Linked DNA regions of Sus scrofa: region 1 is linked to region 2. Evidence: chromatin contacts called from public promoter capture Hi-C data. All regions are on one chromosome and are shown on one strand. The core of a region is the stretch at or near the end of the contact, and the rest is flanking DNA. Distances in the headings are between cores, read along the strand shown. Region 1 has its middle 330 kb from the start of BMP2. Region 2 holds the start of BMP2 (bone morphogenetic protein 2).

Evidence for each region. Promoter capture Hi-C pulls out the DNA fragments that hold promoters and counts their contacts.
Region 1: a promoter capture Hi-C map of liver shows a contact between it and region 2, with 6 times the contacts expected there. The contact joins the enhancer-like site here to the promoter of BMP2 in region 2. A contact is called at or near these places in 1 of 5 promoter capture datasets (liver) and 9 of 47 Hi-C or Micro-C datasets (alveolar macrophages, brain, embryonic fibroblasts and 6 more).

The regions. Positions count from the first base shown.
Region 1 is chr17:16,077,236-16,084,051 of Sscrofa11.1, forward strand. No RefSeq gene overlaps it. Among named protein-coding and RNA genes, the nearest start is that of BMP2, 330 kb to the left of the region's middle. Within about 2 kb of position 5,351, at least 3 of the 83 cell types and tissues checked have an H3K27ac peak or open chromatin away from gene starts, as enhancers often do. A contact at or near this core is called in liver, where this site is marked.
Region 2 is chr17:15,746,078-15,753,172 of Sscrofa11.1, forward strand. It overlaps BMP2 (bone morphogenetic protein 2), which reads left to right and starts at 4,410. Exons shown (of 3, transcript NM_001195399.1): 1 at 4,410-4,951; 2 at 6,134-6,483. The coding sequence starts at 6,141.

The sequences.
Region 1 (6,816 bases), core at 4,101-6,600, 330 kb after region 2:
TTTTCTTTCTTTTTAATTACCTTAACTGTTTTTTGGTTTTTTTTTTTTTTTTTTTTTTTTTGATTGCCTTAATAGTTCTTGGCAGCACTATTTGTCCTCCTTGTCACATTTCCTGCCTTTCATGCTGGGAATCTGGTTCCTAGTATGATTTGGAACATTTAATGTGCTCTATCACCTTTAGTATAATTTGCTTTTATTGTGGAATTTCTATCTGCCATGAGTTGTGGAAGGGTCCCTATAAGATAATTTTTGTTTTTGCCAGGGCATGGGTTGTTTTAGTGGTTGTGAATGAGTTGTAATGTTAAATGTCTGACTTGATGTTCCCACATATGAATACAGTTCACGTGAATGGCTCAATTTTCACTTCTCACAGGGGATCGTTATGGTCCTCTCTTGTTCCCATGTTTTCTTATGATTACTCTGGCCCAGGGTTCATTGTAAGGTACAAGGAGGGGTTTCATAGAGTGAATTCGTTTGGAAGGATTGAAGAAGTGGATTCCAGAAATGACCCCCAGACTAACAAAGTCACCCTGCCCTGGAAACTACTGTCAGTTCTGTGATAGAATCACAAAGCTTCTGCCAGCACCTGCCATGAGCCCTGGTGCCAGTGTGCCCCCAGGAAGCTGAAGAACAGGCATCAGATAGAGGAAGCTCCACAATTCCACAGCCTTGCTTACAAAAGTGGTTCAAAACAAACCCAAATCTTCCACCTTCCAGTCTCATGTGAGGGAAACAGTTGTTGAGACTCGATTCTCCAGATCCCTGGCTGTGTGGAAACCTAGGAAATACAGTCGATTTTGGTTTTGTTTCTGATTTATGTTGCTCTGATTTGCTTTCAACACCTCCAGTCAGAATGAGGACAAAATAGAGCTTGAGTGATTCAGTCAATAATGGCCACACCTACATCAAAGGGGGCCAGCCTTTCAGGGAGGTGGCCTGAGAACTCTTCCCTTCTCAAATACTGGTGGGCAGGCGTCAGTTGTCCTATAGGAAGCAGATGCGAGATTGAGTTAGGTGTGTACCCAGTTTATTGGTGAATAACACTTGGGAACGGACAAGGAAGGAAGCCAACTGGGGGGAGCTTCTGACTCCAGGACAGATCTAAAGTCTGCTAATCTGACACGGGACTTTGGGACAAAGACGGTCCATTAAATGCCTCCCATGTTGTATGGAAAGAGCGAGGCCCTTAGACCGAAGGTTGGCTCAGCCATTGGCTTAAGCAATGCAAAGCTATCAAGTTGAGGAGAGTCTCATGTGATGTTAACTAACATCTGAAGGCTGTTCAGCTCATAATACCCTTTGCAGCTGGGCCATGCACTCTTTCTTGAAGGGGGATCTTGGCAGGGCCTCGGTGTGCCTGCCAGACGTCACTTGACCTGTCACTGGGTTTGTATAAACACTTGCTCCCGGCTCCAAGGGCTTACCTCTGCCCAAGTGCATTGCCACAGCATCTGCTCTTATTTATTTCCCTGATTCCTTCTTCATTCTGGGCACAGGAAAATAGTCTTTTCTTTCCTTCAGACTCCGTTACGTCATCAGAATTTCTAAGCGTTAGGAGTAGACAGATGGCTGTTTCTTGTCATCTCAGTTCGTCTTTTTGCAACATTCAATTTGACTCCAACATATCACTTTCAAGATGCTTGCTAGAGTCAGTCAGCACATTTGATGCAATTAGGATTATGTCACTGAGACAATAACTAAAAAGGAGCCTCTAGTTGCCAGAAATTCACCTATAAACTGTCTACGTTGCTGTGACTAATGTTTCAATATTTCCTTGCTTCTAGCCGAGTCAACTGACAATTACCTATTTTTCATTGACAGTATTAATGATCATTATGCTAGGAGATAAAGATAAATAGAAAATCCAAAATTGTTTCTGTATTTAAGGGATCGTGAGTTGCACCTACTAATACACAAGAGTTTAAAAAGGCAATTCTTGTGAAATTATATGGCTTAAACTCTTGCTATTCAAAGTATGGCTTGTGGACTACCAGCAATGGCCACAGCACAAATATATAAGAAATGCAGATTCTCAGGCCATGCTCCAAACCTACATAACTTGTACGTTAACAGGATCCCCAGTGGTTCACATGTACTTTAAGGTTTGGAAAGCATTAACTTATACAAAAATGCCATTGTTGATGGCCTTTGGAGAAACTCTATAGGAAGAGAAAGAAAGAGGCCTTTAAATGGTGATATGAGATCTCACCTAAATGGAGATGGAGTTTCAAGAAAGAACTTCAGTTTTTGGAACAAAATGTGATAATGAAATTTTAAAATCTTTCGGAGAAATCGCCAATAGTAACCCCAGAATCCACAGTGTTGTTTTCCTCAGTAAGATTTCATGGCATATCTAATACAAGATAATTTTGCTTGACCCTGACCTTTATGTTGTATGTCTTCCATGCTGTAGAAATTTTCATGAAATAAAGGAAGAAGTTCTTTTGAGAATTCATTAATAGAACTAGGACGGTCTGAACCTATAATTAATTTCAATATACAGTAAATTGTGCTATTGTAAGGTGCTTTGTAGCCAAAATGTGTAGTTTTATTCTAAGGTGGTCTTAATAAATTCTGTAATATGTGTTCCTCTGGATTATAGAGATGCTGACATTTTCATAAACTGGGTTTTCCCCATCATATTTTGTAAGTGCCTTTTCCGTGCATTCTTCCCTCTTCTATGAAGTGGAAACCGCAGTCTTACAGAGCAGATCCACATGCTCTGTGAAAATGGAGGATTTCGTTTTGAACATTTTTGTTAAAACGTTCCCACTTTTGATTCCTGCTCACATGATTAAAACAGGTAAATTATATTTTCATGAAATGTTTCCATTAAAAAAAAAAACCTCTGCTGATATATAATATCATTTCAGAGGGTATCACTGGAGCTGCCCCTTTTATTTCTAATAAAAGATCAGAGAGAGGGGACAAAAAATCCTTGAACTGACACAACTGATTCAAAATCTCACTATTGTGAAGAGCAGGAAAACATCTCTAGATCTGACTTTGAGGGTCATTGGTAAAAACTGTCCTTAGGGATTCTGTTCTTATAGCTTGAGTTAGAAGATGTAATGGTGGTACCTGTGTGGTCTGAGGAGGAATCTCAGTTGCAAAGAGTAAAGTTCAATGTATTAGGAAGGAGGACATTGGCTCAATTCCACTTTATTTAAGTGGCTCTTTTCATTTATGCTCTCTATTTTCTAGTTTATAGGCTAGTCCAGATGTTCAGTAATAATGAAAAAAAAAAGATAAGCAAAAGATCAACCAATTTAGTGAGTAAACAATGACGCTTTATTTTACTGACTTCATTGAGATATAATCCACATACCATAAAAGGCATCCACTTGAAACACACAATGCAGTGATCTTCAGTACATTTAGCCTTTTAATTGTGTAACCATCACCACAATCAATTTTAAAACACTTTACTCACCCCATAGAGGGAGTTCCTGTCTTGGCTCAGTGGAAATGAACCGAACTGGTATTCATGAGGACATGGGTTTGATCCAGCAATGTTGTGAGTTGTGGTGTAGGCTGGCAGCTGCAGCTCCGATTCAACCCCTAGCCTGGGAACTTCCATATGCTGCAGGTGCAGCCCTAAAAAGCAAAAAAAAAAAAAAAAAAAAGATAACTTTTTGGCAGATCAAATTCTATTCAAGATTTGAGGTCTTATTTCAAGTGTTTATTTCCTATGTGTCTATCTCTGTGGTATGTATTTGTGTCTGTGTGTGCATGTACGTGTGTGTGTATCTATGTGTGTCTGTGCATGCCATCATTGCGAATTTACCCTTTTGTCGAGTTTATTGTGTTTTAATGAAGCCTGACATTGTCTACCATGGATCTTCTCTCTCTCTATCGGGCTCCTTGGTGAACCCTGTGATGCCCTAAAAATAGATGTTCCTGTCTAAGGGCCTGGAGTTGTCTGATTATGTTCACTTATCAGTATAGTTTGGACCAACAGCAAGCTCTATGGGCTGATTCATACCTCGCCAGTCATTTATGAGAAAGAACTGTTGTTTGTACATATGAATTAGATACTCTGTGCTGGTCCTCGCCAGCTTTTCCCTCTTAGTTTTCCTGGCCACTTGCACTACCTATCTTAGTTATCTGTGATAAATGTACACAATGGCTTAGCCTTAAACATTAGGGAAAGGATTTCATGAAAAAAAGAACAAGGAAAAATTAATTATTTAAGATAAAATTAAACAGGTGAGGACTTAGTAATTGGAGTCAGTTACTCAAGGGTAGCTATAATATTGGCTTTAAAGATGTTTATGACTACCTAAAAGTCATAGGTAAAACGTGCAAAATGTTTTTAGAAATCAAATATTTTAAGGACATTTGTTTTGTCTGAATATCAGCTAAAGACATTTAGTTGTTTCTATTTAATTTTAATCATGAGAATCGAGCCTTATTTTTTTTTAACTGATGAAAGATGCTTCGATTTCCAAATTATTGTATAAATGAATTTAATGTAGCAGGGCTCTTCATGTGTCTTGTATCATGAACCTACTACAGCAAATATCTTGGTTTTCTTACATCTCATTCACCATCCACTCTGAATTATGCAAATGAATGAACTTAATCAAATAAGAGACACATAAAGGAAAGAAGGGAGTTCCCACTGCAGTGTGAAGGGATCAGCAGAGTTTCTGAAGCACTAGGATGCAGGTTTGATTCCCGGCCCAGCGCAATGGGTTAAAGGATCCAGCCATTGCTGCAGCTGCTGCGTAGGTGGCAACTGTGGCTCAGATCTAATCCCTGGCCAGGGAACTCCATAAACTGAGGGGTGGTCAATAAGTGAATAAATGAATGAATGAATGAATAAATAAAAGAAGGTCTGACAAACACGATAAATATAAAATTATTTTCCTTATTCTTCTCCTTAATTTTTTTTTTTTTTTCATTCTTGTGGCTCCACAAGCCTTCATGTGAATGATTTTTCACATGTTCATTTAAACTTAACTTTTTTATTTTGGAAGCATTTCTGTCTTCTTCATTTGTATTGGCCCTGTCTCTTCCATTAAACTCGGGAACTTGATTTTTCCCCTGGCTGAGAGAACCAGCACTTTGCTGAGTCCCAGGCTTCTTCTGTGTTGTATGATGACCGACAGGCAGAACATGCATCATTGTTGTTATTTTTAATTAGCATGATGAAGTTCAGAAGCCACTATCCTATGTGCAACATCCTCCTACCCACCTTAGCCCCTACTCTCCCATTAGGAAATCCTGCACTGAGCAGCTGAGTTACCCTCTTCAGGTGAAGAATGGGACCACAGAAGAGATCACTGCACAGTTAAAAGGTTTTAGACTAATGCAAACAGGAGGGAAGAACTGATGTCAGTCTAAGAGCAAAGGTCTAGATTCCTGTTCCAGTGTAAACATAGTACTTTTGCCAAATCTTTGCAAGCATTCAACATGTGAATGGGTCTTTACACAAAATCAAATGAAGGTGGAGATGGGCTGCATTTGTTTATTTCATTCCCAAGCCCCTCATTGTTAAGGCAGAGTAAATACCATGCTCACCTAACAAGTGTCTTTAGAAAGAATGGAAAAGTAAATGAAATGAAAACAGGAGGATTTCTTTTAAAGACAATTCAAAGCCAATGGAAGCTACATTATTTGAAAATCTAAAGCTCTCCCAACTTTCCTAATATGAAGTGCAGTATATTTGGTTTTAATTTATGTTTTTATTCTTAAGAATTTGTACCCTCCCTCAGCCAAATCCTCATTTATTTGTTTGCTCTCATCTTTCCTAGAATATCCACATTTTATAGCAAGTGAAATGCCTGGTTAACCAAAGCTACTAATCCAGGAGGAAGAGTTCCAGCAGGAAGCATTTCTAGACTGGGTAACAGGCAAAAATGAGCAAAGAGGCAGGCTGGCTGAGCAACTTTTTGGCTAATAAGATTGGAAGCAACACTCCAGACCAATTTACAGCTTTGCAAAGTTTGGGTTTTCAAGCAATCCTTGTCTCCTCATTCATTAGTACATTTGCAGGGTTACTGACTGGATGATCCTGCCAGGTACATGGTATCAAACTCTATGGTGAGAGCATCTGCCAATACAACAGGAAAAGTACAGTTGTTAACATTTTAACTTGCTTCTCTTTAATAGCTACTAATGCCTTCTCAGTCAAGGACATCCAAAAAAGAAGTGTACAGAGGCTGAGACTGTTGTAATGGGCTATTTCTCATGTTAATGGCAGGACAGCTCTTTTTGGAACAGGGATGAATCGTGATATCCCAAAATAAATGTAAAAGTAATTTAATTTCATAGTAAACTTCGCTTACTTTTTTTCTTTTCTTCTTAGGTATATACCCCTGAGGTATATGGAATTTCCTGGGCTAGGGGTCTAATGGGAGCTGCAGCTGCCAACCTATGCCACAGCCATGGCAACACTGGATCTGAACCACATCTGCTTGCACCAGTTCTGGATCCTTAACCCACTACGTGAGGCCAGGGATCGAACCCACATCCTCATGGACACTATGTCAGGTTCTTACCCACTGAGCCATGATGAGAACTCAAAATGTTTTTATTATTTTTATTGTGGTAAAATATACATAGCATAAAACTTACCATCTTAATCATTTTTAAGTATCAGTTCAATAGTATTAAAGGCATTCACATTCCTATGCTACTGTGACCACTATCCACCTCCAGAACTCTTTCCATCTTGCAAAACTGAAACTCTCTTCTCATTAAACTCCCTGTTTCTCCCTGCCCCAAGTCCCTGACAAATGCCCTTCTTCCACTCTCTACTTTCTATGTAAATTTAACTTCTCTAAGTACCTCATTTAAGTGGAATCATAT
Region 2 (7,095 bases), core at 3,160-5,659:
ACCAAAAAGAAAGACGTACAAAGTTCTGTGTCTCAAAATTAGGCCACAATATTTCAGGCCAAAGGCCAAGAAATGCACTTAAAGTTACAAAGAGTAAGTAGCAATCAGAACTTTGTGTTTTTATGGCATTGATTTACTTCTCCAAGTCCACACATGTGAATTTGACCTTTATCATACCACCAGAGGCAGGTGGAAATATTTACTTACCTGATTAACAGATGAGGCCAAGAAATGACCACTTTAAATTCAGCCATTCATAGCCAAACCAGAATCAGAATGCAAGTCCCCAACTGTGTCTTGGGCTGTAAGCAACATGTGTATGGATAGAGTGCCTACTGCATGTTTCCTAAAATACCATCCAGCTAAATGGAAAAAATTCATTGTCCCTTAATCTTAAAGAAGTAGTCAGTACTTACCTGAAAGTAATAACCCTGACTAGGCCTACTGGTTGGCAAATAAATCAGTTTACCCCACCCATACTTCTGTCATATCTAAGTATGTATCAAATGGGTAAAAGTGGTTTTGTTTTGTTTTCCTTTTTTCTTCTTTTAGGGCCACACTTGTGGCCTGTGGAATTTCCCAGGCTAGGGGTCGAATCAGAGATGCACCCGCCAGCCTATACCACAGCCACAGCAACTCGGGATCCAAACCATGTCTGTTACCCACACCACAGCTCACAGCAACGGTGGCCTACTCCTTAACCCAGTGAGTGAAGCCAGGGATAGAACCCACATCCTTGTGGATCCTGGTCAGAGTCTTTAACCAGTGAGCCACAAACAGAACTCCTCAAATAGGCAAAAGTTTGATTGACTAGATACTGCTCATTGCTGTGGCTCCTGCTTCCTGTGAAAGAACCTCATCCAGGTGAATTAAGTGGCAATGCTCTTAGGTGGCACACTGGTAACAAAGTGATAACTATGCCACAAAGCCAGAAGGTTTCTCTGGGGAGTTGCCACAGGTTTCCTTAGCATGACAATTACAAGGTAGGCGGATCATTTTTTGCCTGCTGTGACCTTTACAATAAGTGAGCTCATTATTTTAATGTTAATTTGCATAATGGTCGGCCTGCAAGAACAGTGGTGAATGCTAATAACTGCAGGATGCCATAAAACTAAACATCATCTGGGCTGAACTGCTAAAGGAAAAGTTGACAAAGTATGACTCTTTAAGCACTTAATTTCATCCTAAGTCATGTCCACATACAATCAAATGTGATTTCTAATACCTCTTGAAAAACTGGCAAGAAATGACTGGAAGGGAATAGCAGCAGCCTCCTTTTCATAGGATCCTAAACTCATAGGCTTTCCTTTTTCTTAACATGGAATGCCTATCCCCTGTGAAGGAGTTGAATTTGCAACTACCATCACCTTCCCCCCAAAGAATTTCTGACCCCAACCCTCTCCACTTCTCACATCTCCCAGATTCTCTGAATTTGGTACTCCCAGAAAGAATGAATCTCATCTTATAGGTTGAAAATCTCCTAATGCACCTTTGACAAGTAGCATTGACCATGTCTAGCAGTAAGTGGTATTTTCAAGGGCAACAGAAACTGCCAGCTCCAAGGAATAACCCTGCATTCTGAGTGGGAGATGGAAAGGTGGCTATTCGCAAAGAATAAAATGAGGTCATTTCCACTTAGATTTATTGTTTTCAACTATTCCTACTGCTTGGAAAATGGGTAGGTATGGTCATTCTGTACTTTGTATCCCCAATCATTCTTTAGAGATTATTTATTTACTTATTTATTTATTGACTTCTCTCTCCCAAGCGTTCAAACTCATTTCCACCACAAGAGGGCAGCCATCTCTAAAAAACAACCAGAGAGTCCAGCTTTTCAGAGAAAGGGCCAAAATTTAGGAAGTTGTGTTTGGGAAAGGCCTGCACCAGCCCCTGTGAAAATCACATATAACACATAAAAGAGATCCTGTGATGGGCAACACTGAGATGAGATAGAGTATCCAGAAGTGCCAATTTTCCCTCTGATTTTTGATTATTGAAGATTATTTCATAAAATGACAATCCGACAGCTGTCAACTTTCTCTTCTTTAAAACCTGCATACTGATTTAGGTTTCATATAAGTTTTGTTTTGTTTTGTTTTTTAAATCTCACTGATGACAGAAACAATTGTCAACTCCTCAATTAAGCTTGATAGGAAAGGAAATAGTTTCAGAAGCACAATAAACACTTTTTGACTTAAAGTGTCTGTGCACAAAGTATGTTCTCATGCCAGCTTGTTTGGTATCCAATGATGCACAATGATAATCAGCCTCCATCGAGCTTCATTTTCAGGGAAAAGAAAGCACCAGGTTCCTGAATATTTCGTCCCTCCTTCTGCCCCCCATTTATTTTCCTAGTAGGCAGTCTTCCTCAGAAATACCTTATTTGACCTTTATACTTTCAGAAACAGCGAGTGCCTAATTCCCCTCTGTGGGTTGCTAATCCGATTTACATGAGCGGAACCTAGAATTACTTTAGCTTTCCAACTGAAAAAAAAAATAATACACATGGGTAATAGATTGTTATGAATTCCCGCTGCAGACTTTCCTCTTTGTGCTTTGCGGGCTGAAGGTTCCGTGCAGGTGAATTCGATTTCACTGCTCTCACCTTTTCAAAAAATTTTCTGCGTTTGGCTTCTGGGATCATTTGGGTAAATGAGTTGAGCTGCGCATGGCGGATCCTGGAATCCTGGCAAGGACAGAGAGCCTTGGCCTTGAAACTTGTGGTGCAGCAGATTTGGGGACTATCTCAGCTGAGGAAGACAAGTCACTTTACCGCATGTCACAAACTTGCTTCAGGAGCCTGGTGGAAGTGGGTTGGGCATAAGGTTCTAGGGTCTCCAACCAAAAGATTCTGGTCTGTGAAGCTCATACTGTGCATTATTTTACCTTCCTCTGAGTTGCGAATTGCCTGCCTCTGAGTTGGGCAAGATAAATATCGCAAGGCATGAAGTTGACTGCCACCTCAATAAATAAATAAATAAATAAATAAACAAACAAACAAACAAACAAACCCCCTCTCATCCTCTCTTCACACACACACACACACACAGAGCTCACGTTGCACATGACCTGACAGCAAAATGATAAACCTTTCACATATATTTATAGAAATGTGTGCTTTCGTTAGCACCTATGTACATATATGGATGTATTTATAGAGACATACACGTATATACTTGTGTATTGCATATATATTTATTAGAATAAAATAGTGCAGATTTATTTATATAAAAATTTACATATGTAAATACATATACCTCTTTAAGTTAAAGTTTAAATAACACCCAATACTCAATCTCTAGTTTTCTTTTAATTCCCCTCCCACCCCCGGGGAAATGCAGAAGCGTGTACCCTGAGCCTTGTCACTCTGTTGAGTTTTTATTTGTTTGATCGTCTATTACTAAACATCTTCAAACTGAAAGGTGAATAACGGGCCGGGTGGGGAAATAAGAGTAGACCTGGTATTTGTCCGGGATTTCACCCCCAATGTCCCAGCCAGAGGCGGGAGCTCCGAAGGATCTCCTCTTGGAGGGCAGGGGCTGGATGATCTAGCGCCCCCTCGGCGGCCACAGGTCCCCGCCCTCGGCCCCACCCCGCCGCGGCTGCCCCGGCGCGCGGTCCACACCCCTGAGAGCCGCTCCCGCCCGCTCGGGGATCCCCGGCGAGCCGCGCCACCGAGGGGGAGGTGTTCAGCTTGGGCCGGGAGGGAGACGGCAGGCGGCGTCCCCTTTAAAAGCCGCGAGCGCTGCGCCACGGCGCCGCCGCCGCCGCCGTCGCCGCCGGAGTCCTAGCCCCGCCGCGCCGCGCTGCGCCCGGCTCGCGCTGTGCCCGCCGCTCCGCTTCCCACACCCCGCCGGGGATTGGCAGTCGCCGCCGGACATCAGTCACCGCAGGCTCCGCCGCCCACCCGAACGACCTCGGGGCGAGCGCCTCGTGGATTACTGGGAGCTCCGAGGCAACAGCGCCCGTATACCCCGCGCGGGTTGGAGCGCCCGGCCGTGCGCGCCGCTGCGCCGTGGCCTCGGCTGCCCGGGCCGCGCCGGAGCGGAAGACCCGCGCGCAGAGCGCAGGGGAGCCAGGAGCCCACCCCGAGCGCCGCGATGCAGATCACCACCCGCCGGAGCTCGGGGGCCTGGAAGGCGCCGGCCGAGGTGTGATCGGACCCCAGACTGGCCACAAAGGGCACAGCTGCTTGGCCCGAGGGCGAGGAGAGCGAGGGGATAGCGCGGCCACCCGCCTCGGCGGCCCGAGACTCAGCTCTACTCGCCGGAGAATGCGCCCGAGGACGACGGGGCGCCGGAGCGGTGGTTTCAACTGGCTAGCGCTAATGGGGGTGCGCTGGAGGAAGGCAGAGTGATGCGGGGGGGCAACTCGCCCGGCACCGAGATCGCCGTTGCGCCCTTCCCTGGACCCGGCGTCGCCCAGGATGGCTGGCCCGAGCCAGGGGCCGCGGCGGAGCTAGCACTGAGCGACCGACCCTCGCCCCCCGAGTCCCGGAGCCGGCCCCGCGCGGGGCCACGCGTCCCGCGGGCGCTGGTTCCTAAGGACAAGGACAGCACCAGCTTTTCCTTTCTCCCTTCCCTGCCCTGCTCCGCACTCCTCCCCCTGCTCGCTGTTGTTGTGTGTCAGCACTTGGCTGGAGACTTCTTGAACTTGCAGGGAGAATAACTTGGGCTCCTCACTTCGCGCCGGTGCCTCTGCCCCAGCGGACCCAGCCTCGCTGCCTGCGAACTCCGCCGCCCCTCCACTTCTCCGCTGGGCTTGACCCGAGACGCCGTTCCCTGCGTGCGGAGAGGAACTGCCCGGCCGGCACCCGGGAGGAGAAGGAGGAGGCGAAGGAAGGGAACCCGGTCCCTGTGCCAGGTCCTTCAGTCAGAGCTTTTTCCATGTGGAGGCTCTTTCAATGGACGTGTCCCCGCGTGCTTCTTAGACGGTCTGCGGTCTCCTAAAGGTAGACAACGTGGGCCAAGCCCAGGGTTGGGGGTGGGCGCGGGGCCCAGGCGGCCGCTGCGGCTGAGCCCCTCCCCGGGGCCAGGCCCCGCCAGCCGTAAACAGAACAGGTCCACGTGCAGCCGAGCCCCTGCGGCGATGCCCCCATCCTACCGCCCCTGGCGACCCTCGGCTTTTCGGGCCCGGTTTGCACTCTTCCGCCCCGTCCCCTCCCCTTCTTTGGTGTTTTATTAGGGCTGTTAACACTCAGATGATTAAAAAAAAAAAAGCCAAAGAAATCCCTTGGAGAGGGTAGCTGTTCACCCGTTAGCTGCCAACCTGTGTGCCCTGCCGTGGCAATCCCTTCTAAGTTCTGAAAGTTTCTCCAGGAGACCTGCTCTCTGTAGTCAGAGCTGCATCCCATTTAAGAAAATAGCAGAAGTTGTGATTCAACCTGTTTGTTTCCAGGAATGCTGGGTGGGTGGGGGGTGGAGGGGCAGTTCTTTAGTGCCACCTCGTACTGACACGTGAATTAATAGATACTAGCCATCTACATACCAGGAAGATGCCAGTGTATCATTGCTGCACAAGGGGCGTTTAGGGATGGAGTGGCCTGCCCTGACACTTCTGAGGTTAGAGGCGTGGGCCACAGGTTGCAAGTGACTTCGGAAGTTGTGCCCTTGAGTTTACTGGCTCTGGAAGTTATAGACTCGTGTGTGTGTGTGTGTGTGTGTGTGTGTGTGTGTGTGTATCAGGAAGTTCTATACAGCGCCTCTAAGGAAGTCACATGCACCATTCCTGCGTGTTTATATGCAAGTGAGCGCCGTGTGTTTGGGTTAGTTTAGGGGACGGAGGGGTGTGAGACCAAGAGGTGGTTTCCCCAGATTCCCTGCACTGGCTGTCACCGCGAGTGTCACAGGAAAAAAAAAAGGTGACAGTCACTGACTCCAGGCGAGTGGGGGGAGGGGAAGCAAATCTTGTCAGACCGATTGAGAATGGGATGGGAGGGGAAAGCCATCTGGCTCAGGAACTAGAGGGTCTTCTATTCTCCCAAACGTTCGAGCTTCAGCTCCTCTGAGTGTTGTCGGCCGGGTGGGCACCCTGGAGGAGGAGGCAAGTGGACCGAGCAGGAGCCCGGGCGGCGGGGGCGGAAGGGGGAGGGCTGGGCGGGGAGCTCCGTGACTCACGTCGGCCCTGTCCGCAGGTCGACCATGGTGGCCGGGACCCGCTGTCTTCTAGCGTTGCTGCTTCCCCAGGTCCTCCTGGGCGGCGCGGCCGACCTCATTCCCGAGCTGGGCCGGAGGAAGTTCGCGGCGTCTACTGGCCTCTCCTCTTCCCAGCCCTCGGACGACGTCCTCAGCGAGTTTGAGTTGCGGCTGCTCAGCATGTTCGGCCTGAAGCAGAGACCCACCCCGAGCAGGGACGCCGTGGTGCCCCCCTACATGCTGGACCTGTACCGCCGACATTCGGGTCAGCCAGGCGCGCCTGCCCCGGACCACCGGCTGGAGAGGGCAGCCAGCTTGGCCAACACCGTGCGCAGCTTCCACCACGAAGGTGAGGCGTGGAGCCGGGTGGAGGGGGCGGAGACGGAGGCGGGGAGTCATCCCGCAAAGCGCCCCACCGTGGGCAGACTGCAGGCGTTCCTGCAAGGGCAGCTTGGCCAGGGCGCTGCAGTTCTTTCCATTCTTGCCTCCGGAAGAACTTTTCTGAACTTGGCTTTCCCGCACTGCCTGTGTGGCGGGGGAGCCAGGGATTCCCCTTTGGTAAAACTGCACCCTTTTCCTGGCTTGCAGCCAGGAGAGCGACTCCTCCTCCAGGAACTGGAGAGAAATCAAGTGATGGGGAAGATGAGGGCAAAAGGCTTGCCCCTAGTCAACTAAACGTGCAAGAATTCCACGGGGGAAGAATGAAGGAGAGGGACAGATTGTGATCTCTGTCTGTTTGGAAGCTTTTGCTCTATGAATCTGCTTCTCTTACCCAAGCTGGAGTTTCAGGCATGACAGAGCCAAGGGCAGAATTTTCAGAGATAGTACTGAAAAAGCAAAGCCCAGGGCTTCAGATTTTTTCTAATATACAGTAGATCTGGGCCCGGTTCGGAAAATTTCAAATCCCTATCTAAGCCTCGTGGGAGATCAATTCCATAATCAATCTTGTTTCTACAATGAC